2 separate regions of the Ovis aries genome follow, and region 2 is linked to region 1. Evidence: chromatin contacts called from public Hi-C data. All regions are on one chromosome and are shown on one strand. The core of a region is the stretch at or near the end of the contact, and the rest is flanking DNA. Distances in the headings are between cores, read along the strand shown.

Region 1 (4,749 bases), core at 1,516-4,015:
GAGAAGGACATGGCAACCCACTCCAGTGTTCTTGCCTGGAGAATCCCAGGGATGGTGGAGCCTGATGGGCTGCTGTCTATGGGGTCACACAGAGTCGGACACGACTGAAGCGACTTAGCAGCAGCAGCAGCATACCCTAAAACATAGGTTGTTTGGCAAAACGTACCCCACATTTGACCCGCTGAATCATAATTCTTGGACTCGAACTTGGATGTGTGTGATTTTTAAAAGATTTCCCCAGATTATTTAGTTATATCTTAAGAAAGACTACAAAGAAGAAGAAAAAAAACCCTCAAGTTTCAGGAATCAGATTAAAGGAAGGACAGAATTTTAAGCAGGGGTTGGAAAAGAGACAGTCCAGGGAGGATAAAGATTTAAAAGGACACAAACTTCCAGCTCCAAGATGAGTAAGTTCCAAGGATTTGACGTACATCATGGTGACTATAATTAACAGTACTAAATTATACACTTGAAAGTTAAGAGAGTGAATCTTAAATGTCCTCACTATGCACACAAAAAGTTGATTATATGAGGGGATGGTGGTGTTAATTAACCTCATTGTGATGTATTAAATCATCACATCATACACCTCAAACTTGCATGTTATATGTCAATAGTAGCTCAATATAAAGCTGGAAAAAATAGTTCGAGGCTTATGCAAAAACTAACAAGAAAGATATGGGCTACAAATATACCAAGAAATTCAGATTTTAATTTTGTAGGTGTCCATACAAGAATGAGAACTTCCCTGGTGGCTCAGTGGTTAAAAAAAAACCCACCTACTAATGCAGGAGACACAGGTTCAATCCCTGGGTTGGGAAGATTCCCTGGAGGAGGAAATGGCAACCCACTCCAGTATTCTTGGCTGGGAAATCCCATGAACACAGGAGCCTGGTGGGCTGCAGTCCATGGGGTTGCAAAAGAGTTGGACATGACTTAGTGACTAAACAACAACAAAAAATACTAGAAGGAGGATTCTAAAACTACATGGAGATTCCTTGCACATTTGCAGGAAAAAACTATCTAATAAATTATCTAATTAAAAAAAATTTAAGAAAAATGTGTTGGATTAATTTTAACCTTCAGTTGTTAGCAAACTAAGGACACTTTTAGTACTCAAACGTGGTATAGAATTTCAGTTACACAGTGTTATGGATAGGGAGTCAGAAAGCAAAAAATGGGTATACCTGGGCTTCCATGGTGGCTCAGCTGGTAAAGAATCCGCCTGCAATGCAGGAGACGTGGGTTCGATTCCTGGGTCGGTAAGATCCCCTGGAGAAGGGAACGGCTATCCACTCCAGTATTCTGGCATGGAGATTCCATGGACTGTATAGTCCATGGGGTCACAAAGAATTGGACATGACTGGGCAATTTTCACTTTCAATGAAATATTTAAGGAGAGAGGATGGTACTAAAATGTTTTGCAGAATCAAACACAAAGAGATGTTTTTAGTTTTAAGATATGAGATCCGAGACCATTAAAACCCTTTAATCTTAGAGCTGAGAGAAACCTTCAGTTCAATTCAGTTCAGTTGCTCAGTCGTGTCCGAGTCTTTGTGACCCCACGGACTGCAGCACACCAGGCCTCCCTGTCCATCAACAACTCCCGGAATTTACACAAACTCATGTCCATTGAGTCGGTGATGCCATCCAGCCATCTCATCTTCTGTTGTCCCCTTTTCCTCCTGCCCCTAATCCCTCCCAGCATCAGAGTCTTTTCAAATGAGTCAGTTCTTCGCATCAGCTGGCCAATGTATTGGAGTTTCAGCTTCAACATCAGTCCTTCCAATGAATATTCAGGACTGATATCCTTTAGGATGGACTGGTTGGATCTCCTTGCAGTCCAAGGGACTCTCAAGAGTCTTCTCCAACACCACAGTTCAAAAGCATCAATTCTTTGGCCCTCAGCTTTCTTTATAGTCCAACTCTCACATCCATACATGACTATTGGAAAAACCATAGCTTTGACTAGATGGACCTTTCTTGGCAAAGTAATATCTCTGCTCTTTAATATGCTGTCTAGGTGGGTCATAACTTTCCTTCCAAGGAGAAACCTTAAAGATCATCTAATTGCATTCCATCTGATACTTGAATTTCCTTGATGAAGTCCTTTCATTCTGTTTACACTGAAGCTCCTCTGTGGGTGAGGTCTGCTGTGTTTCTGCATGGCTTTGAGGGAAAGTTCCTCTTTGTCCACTTTCCTCCTCAATGTTTACAGATTGTCATATTTGAAACAGGAGGACAGGTGTCAGCTGTGAGGGAATGTCATCTCAGTAATAAATGTATTTAATAGTTTTCCAAAAGAAATGATTAAAAAGGATCTGGCTTGAATTTTATTTTTTGAAGACAACCACTGGATCAAACTTAGATAAATAGGCCAATTTAAGAAATAGTGGTTCTTTAAGAATGAAGTTTTGACTTTGCAAGGAAAATTTAGCTGCGTGGTTTTTAGTATGGCAATCCCAAGTCAGAAATTTGAGGAGGAGCCATATTATTTAGGAATGGCTTTGGCTAGAGAAACAGAATATCCGACTAAAAGTGCTCAAACCGCATGACCCATAACATGACACTTAAGGGAACGCGTGAAAGCAGGTGACGACTGGGGTGCTCAACAGCTGGATGACTGGGCACCCAAGGGCTGCCCCATGTCCTGCCCGTTCTGGCCACCAGATGGCGCAGCTGCTCTAGACACGGTTTCGTCAGAGTGCCGAGTCCCAAGCAGGAAGGAAGGAGACAAGAAAAGGGCTTTCTCTTTCTCTTAAGTCTCCCTAAGCAGGAAGAAACATTGAGGCTCCCAGCAAACATCTTGGGCCTGAACTTGACCTCATGCCCGTCGCTAGACTCACAAAAGGGAAGTGAGAGTGATATGATTTGCTTAGGCCCTGAAACTGGGCACATCATTACCCAATTGAAATAGGGCTTTTGTTTTATGTATGTAGTCTGTTTTTTTGTTGTTGTTTTTTTTTAAACAGAAAGAAGCGGGTAATAGCTGTTGAGTAGGCTACTAATAGCCTTGCCAGAGGCACTCAGGAGAAATTATACACGCTGAATCCACCAGGTCCTGTGCCAAGGACAGGACAATGCCTCTTCAGAAACTAGTAAAATGTTTTTCTTCTTCTGATAATTATTAATTCTCTGCAGTGACTTAGAAAAATTCTTGGACTACATTTCTTGCCATTAAGTATTTGATGAATATAGAAACTGACTGTAGAACTATTTTTAAAAGTCACTCTGCTTCTAACCCAAACTTCTTACTCTAGCTCTTATCTTAGCATTACATGAGTTATACGAATCACCTCCAATTTACATATTATAGAAGAGCCTTACATGGAAAAGAATAAATCATTTTCAAATTAGACATTCTGTCTAGAGCTGTCAGCAGCTGATTCCCAGCACTGTCTTTTATTTCTGACATGCTTTTAGATGAGAGTAATCTTATACTTGCAGTAATTCTCAGGATAAAATTTTCTTCTCAAAGCTCATTTCATGAAGTTGGTTTTTTTTTTTTAATTTTGAAGAATAAAGCAATTATTCTTGCTTTTTGAAATTGCACATCAAGTCTAGGAACATAAATTATTCTTTCTTTTTGAAATTGCATACCAAGTCCAGAAATATAGACTCTTAAAATTTTAAATATTAATGTCAAGTGATGGATGTAAACATCTCCCATTTTTCACTCTCCTTCTGTCAGTGTGCCCCTCTTTCTCGGTAGATCCTCATTTCTACTGGATTTCCATCGCACACCAATTATCTCAGGCTACAGCTGTTTACTGTCAGCTGTTCTCTTCGCTGCCCACCACACAGCCTGCTGCTGGCAACTGGACTCTTGCTCCCATCTGCGGAAATCCCTGCCTCCAGTGCCGTTGCTCGGGCTGGGGCTGCACCCCTGGCTCAGGCACAGAGTTGTGACCTAAATCAATCCAGATATTGCAGTCCCCTAGTCAGCCAGAGGCAGAATCAATGAGAAGTAGTGATATTTCTGCTGGGGCTTCTGGGAGAGAGATTCATTTTCTGTCCTGCTATATTTTCATGTTTCATGTAAGGCTCAGAGTTGCTGTAGCCATCTTGACATCTTAAGTGGGAACCAGTCTGAGAAAAGAGCTGTGAAAGAGAGAGAGAGAGAGGCACCCTGGTGATGCTTTTCAGCTCTCAATCCAAGATAGCAGCAGAGCAGCAAGCCCTATTCCTGGACTGTTCAGTTACATAATCAAGTAAGTTCCTGTTTTGTTTCAGCCAGTGTTTGGATCAGATCTCTTCTCACTTGCTGTCAAAAGAGATCTAGCTTGCTATCAAAAGCTGTACAAATGTTCAGACTCTCTTATGACCAAGAAATATACTCAGATACTGAATGTGTCATAAAAATTAATATGGAAAATATTTTTAGGGAATAAATGCACTCATAGCATATCATGTCTAGTATTTTTACTGTCTTTTCTCCAAGTAATAATGTCCACTCATCATATAATACAATATAGGAAAGAGTTTCCATTAGGATTCTCCTTTTCACATACTTGCTATATTCTAACCATTATTAGGGTGATATGCTCTGGAGACAGGTTCTGAGCATATACATTTGTTTCTTCTTTAAATTATTTCTCATTATTTTGGAAGATATTTAGAAATGTTGATAAATTGCTGGTAAAAGAAGTGGTGGTATAGTGCTGTGCTTGAATTTCCCTGGCTATTTCTTTGGCTCAGACAGCACTGCCCTGGGAAACAGCACTGTCCTGGGAAACAGCACAGCAGGCT
Region 2 (4,749 bases), core at 1,176-3,675, 340 kb after region 1:
ACCGCGAAGAAAGTGCCGTTTGCAGCAACATGAATGGACCTAGAGACTGTCACACTAGGTCCAAAAGACAAATACCCTATGTCACTTTTATGTGGAATCTAAAATGTTACACAAATGAACTCTATGAGACAAAAGCAGACTCAGAGATCAGACTTGTTGCCAAGTAGGGTGGGGGAGGGATGGTTAGGAGTTGGGGATTAGCAGATGCAAACTATTATACAGAGACTGGATAAACAACAAGGTCCTACTGTATAGCACAGGGAACTAGTCAATATCCTGTAATAACCATAATGGAAAAGAAAATGAAGATGTGAATATAACAGTCATTTTGCATTTGTACCGCATGGTGCTAGTTGGTGTGTCTTAGGGGACCCCTTCACACAACAACAACAGTACTTAATGGCAGCTATTTTCATTACACTGTTTCCCACCAATGACGTGTGGGCTGCCTCTCTTGCCCCATCCATCTCCTCTAGCTACTGCTGGTTAGCTACCTTGTTGGAGCTGGTAAAGCCATTGGTGTTGACATCTGGGGTGACTCCTGAAGCTGCCATGTAGGTGCTACCAATGGTCTTGATCTTGGTGATGACCCGGAACTTGGGATTGTCCAGAAGCTGAGGCCAGTGTTAAGAGAGAATTGTCAGCGGTCAAGAGAGATGAATGAGCCAACTAAATGACAGACCTGCCCCCCCTTTTTTTTACAACAAACCCATGAAACATCTGAGAGAGATTTTCCTATAAAAGCTTCATTTAGCCAACATCTGCTATGTTATCCTGGGCCAATGTCCTGATTTTCTGAGCCTCAGTTTCTACCATATTAACAGGGATAAAAGTGCCAGTCTTGGAAGTGTTGAGCATGTATGTAAAAGCATTTCCCCTGGTACACAAGTTATTAATACCTGATTATTGTTTGCTGAATCTGAATTTGAGGATAAGAGGAACCAGAGGGACCTCAAAAATCTTTTGGCCAGGCCTTATCCTATGAACTTACAGGTGATTTCCAAGGCTCCCACCTGGGACCCAACATTTCCAGACAACTGCAGAAGGCCATGCGTTTTGAGGAGTTTTTATGGGAAAACAGCAGCCGAAGTAACTCCCAAGTTTCTTGGGCTGCAGTCTGGAAGGGCTGGCTTTGTGGCAGGATGCAGGGGCCAGGATAGTCACTCACAGAGTCAAAATCTGAGATGATCTCATTGAGGAAGCGCAGACACTCAATGCCGCCATTATTGATGCTCTCCTCTGTGTAGAAGTCGGCAAAATTGGGCAGGGAGGCAAACATAACTCCAATCTCATCATAAGACTGGCTGTACAGCTCCTAAAGAGAGGCAGGGCCAAAGTGCTCAAAGACAGTCTAAGTGAATGGCATGCTACAGAAATGAACGTCCTCCACACCCATGACGTGCACTCAGCTTTTTGGACACACAGGTCTCCCAGACTATCCTGACTGAATTATTAGAAAGCTCATTGCAACTTTGGAAACCAAAAAAAGAGCTTTGCTAGTTCCTGCCAACAGCCCCAGCTCTAGGAAGGAGGGCAGTGGCAAGCTGTGAAGTGAGGCATGAGAACCACTTGGGACAATCAAAGTTGACAGGTGCGCTCCACTAAGGCCTTGTCTTCTGAAACAGGCCTCACAGATTATGGCAAGAGATTCTTTGGCTTCTGATACTGTGGTGCTGTGTAGGTCCAGCCCTACCTGGGCCCCCAGGCCATGTCACAAGAAGGCAGAAAGCCAGAAGACGGCCCTATGGCTCCAGCCCTATGGGGCCACGCCTCACCTCATCTCTCTTCTTGGACCCCAGGAAATGGCGTGCCACGTGCTCAGGCAGCATGTTGGTGACCAAGGCTTCGTTCCAGCGTCGCATCTCATAGACACGTTCCTTCTGGTCGTGGACCTCAATCTTCCACAAGAACAGTGTCCGTGCCAGCTTTTCCACCTATGGATATAGACACAGGCAAGGTGTGTGCCCTAAGCTGGCCATTTGAGGGAGTTCTCGGGTGGTCCAGTGGTTAGGACCAGGTGCTTTCACTGCTGTGGCCCTGGGTTCAGTCCCTGATTGGGGAACTAAGATCCCATAAAGTGCAACCAAAAAAAACAAAAAACAAAAAAGTTGAGAAATGGGAACTTGAGGGGTTCCAACATGGAAAAACTGAAAGGAAGATGGAGATGGCTGGATAGCAGGGGAAATGAACCCCAGAAAGATGATTCATCAAAAAAGGCCATACCATACAGCTGGGGTGATGACCCCAGCCTCTGTGGTTACAGGAGGATGTGAGGGGCCTCCTGGGACCTCATTTCAGCTACAGATGGGCCTTGTGGGTGGTGGCAGCAGTGGGGATCTCAGCGCAGGGAAGAGAAGTCCCCATTTCCAGCAGGCTCCAGTCGCCAAGTGCCTGGAGGTGGCTGCAGTTCTCTGACAAGCCACTGGGTGGCTCCTGAGCTAATAGGGAAGTAAGTCCCTTGTGTGGGTACTTCCCCTCCCTCTTCGTCTTTTTCCTTTTAACCAAACAAAAATTTCCCTTTCTGGCTTTGTAGTCAGTATGTTCATGACCCCCAGAGCCAGGATGAGTGGAGATCCATGAGCCCCTGGCCTAGGAAATTAGAGATTTTATCCAGGCTTTATGCCCCACTCCCAGCCTTCCATCAGCAGCTCAGAGCAAGAGGTAAGAACTGTTGTTCTGGTATTGATACTCCTGAGGGAGACCAGGAAATGGCAGAGGCGGTGGCCTGACCGGGGTCACATGCCATGTGGGGTAAGGAAAACGGCATTCCCCAGGAGGTTGGGTTCTTAGATCCTGGGGCTGCTTCTCAGGAGGCCCTGAGAAGTCGGCGTGGAAGGGGCGGGTGTGCAGGCACTCACGTGTCGGGAGAAGTAGTAAAAGCTCAGCATCATGACGAAGATCATCACTGTCATCGAGTACTTAGACGGCACCAGGGGCAGCCTGTGGGGCCCAGAATTCAGTTGAAAGTGCGCCATGCTGCCCTCTGCTGACAAGGGAGTTTTTATCCTCTCTAATGTGGCTATGCTGTTTCTTATCACTCCAGAAACCTTTCTCAGCAGCTTAAGCACTTTCATATCAAGTCCAGATGCCCACTGGACAGTAAAAATTTCTGAAATCACTGGGATTTTGTCTTAACTGCCAGCCAACTCCTGGACAGTTCTGGCTGCACTTGAAATCCACGTCAGGCCTTGAGAGCTGCTCTCTGGATGTTTTATTAAACACCACATCACCTGACTGATCACAGCAGTAGCCTCAACCATGTAGGAATCTGGAGAAGGGAGAGACTAACATCTCAGTGATGGGATGAGGGCACAGTTGCACCATGCGTTTTTATAACTGTCAGCCATATTTTTGTGTGGAGCTGAGTTGGTATATGCATATACCACAATTTACATATCCACTTAGTCTTAATTTCATTGGGGCTCTCCTTTGAGTTGGATGTTTGCGAGCGTGTGGCTATTATGAACAGTGCAACTGTGGACATTCTAGTACATACATCTGGGGACAAATAACATGTACATTAATTTCTCTAAGGTGTATACATAGCAGTGGAGTTACTGAGTCATAGGTCTATTTTCACCTTTACTAATTAACTCCAAATTGTTTTCTTAAATGGTTGTACCATTTATACTTCCACCAGGAACGTATGGGTTACCATAATCCATGATGTTATCAGCCTTCTTAATTTTTGCCAAACTGGTTGGTGTGTGACAGTCTTTCCTGGTGGCCTTAATTTGCATGACCCTGATTACTTGAATGCCCTTAATTTATTAGTTCCTATTTACACTTCTTTTGTGAAAGGCCTATTCAAGTCTTCTGTCCATCTTCTCTGTTAGGTAATCTTTTTTTTTTTTTTTAACTTATTTAAAAGTCTAGTCAAGTCACTGCATCATAACATTCTAAAACTTCAGAGCTAAGATGGAATCTTGAAGAATTCTGCTGATAACCTCTTCAAGAGATGACACAGACTCAGGCAAACTGGCCTGCCGAGGCCCCACAGAGAACCACTGTGGCGGGAAAGGAGTCTGGGTGTTCTAGACTGAATGCCACAGGCCCCTTCCTCCAGCTTCTGAGGTCTGGTCCGCAGCCGTCACCCAGATGGCTGCTCCTCTCTCTGCCTCTCCAGCCTGCTCTCTATTCCACCCTCTGGACCGCTCTGCATTCTCTTCACCTCAGGAGAGGCCAGCGCGGCCAGATAAGCACTAAAGTCTGCTCCAGCCTCCCACAGAAACATGCTGACTTTTCGAGCTTGAACATCCCATACAGTTTGCCTCTGGAAGGATGAGACCCTGGGGCTTTGGACTGTTGTACTTTGTCTCCTGAAGAAAGGGACCGGAAACGCAGGGCAGGACGGGAAAGGAGACACCCTTACCTGTCAGTGCCATTGAGCCCCGAGCTGGAAAACACCTGCATCTTCTCTAAGGCCACCATCGGAAAGCTGTCGGGACAGATAACAGCACAAACTTGCACCCAGCCAAACACTGAGGTGACCTGGACCTTCCAGTCCTCAAGAAGGGACAGGATCCGTCCTGGGATTACAGCCAACCAGTCTGTGAGAAGCCACGAACCCTGATTCCCATACAAGCCTTTGATTAGCCCTAGAGACAGATGGCCAGCTCACTGCAGGCCCATGACCTTGAAGTGGGGACTGGGGAGGCGGGTGGGAGGAAGGAGATCATGCAGATCTCCAAACAGGCTTCATCTTACTTGTGTTGCTGGAAGCGTTTGTGGTCGTAGTCATCAAAGATG

Evidence for each region. A called contact is a pair of places that touch in the nucleus more often than the background predicts.
Region 2: a Hi-C map of liver shows a contact between it and region 1, with 6 times the contacts expected there. The contact joins two enhancer-like sites. A contact is called at or near these places in 7 of 16 Hi-C or Micro-C datasets (blood, hypothalamus, liver and 1 more).

The regions. Positions count from the first base shown.
Region 1 is chr3:31,980,621-31,985,369 of ARS-UI_Ramb_v3.0, forward strand. No RefSeq gene overlaps it. Among named protein-coding and RNA genes, the nearest start is that of ITSN2, 45 kb to the left of the region's middle. Within about 2 kb of position 2,766, at least 31 of the 54 cell types and tissues checked have an H3K27ac peak or open chromatin away from gene starts, as enhancers often do. A contact at or near this core is called in liver, where this site is marked.
Region 2 is chr3:32,317,241-32,321,989 of ARS-UI_Ramb_v3.0, forward strand. It overlaps ADCY3 (adenylate cyclase 3), which reads right to left. Exons shown (of 22, transcript XM_042245870.1): 14 at 4,708-4,749; 15 at 4,373-4,438; 16 at 2,859-2,940; 17 at 1,776-1,934; 18 at 1,169-1,315; 19 at 495-614. Among named protein-coding and RNA genes, the nearest start is that of PTRHD1, 20 kb to the left of the region's middle. Within about 2 kb of position 2,426, at least 11 of the 54 cell types and tissues checked have an H3K27ac peak or open chromatin away from gene starts, as enhancers often do. A contact at or near this core is called in liver, where this site is marked.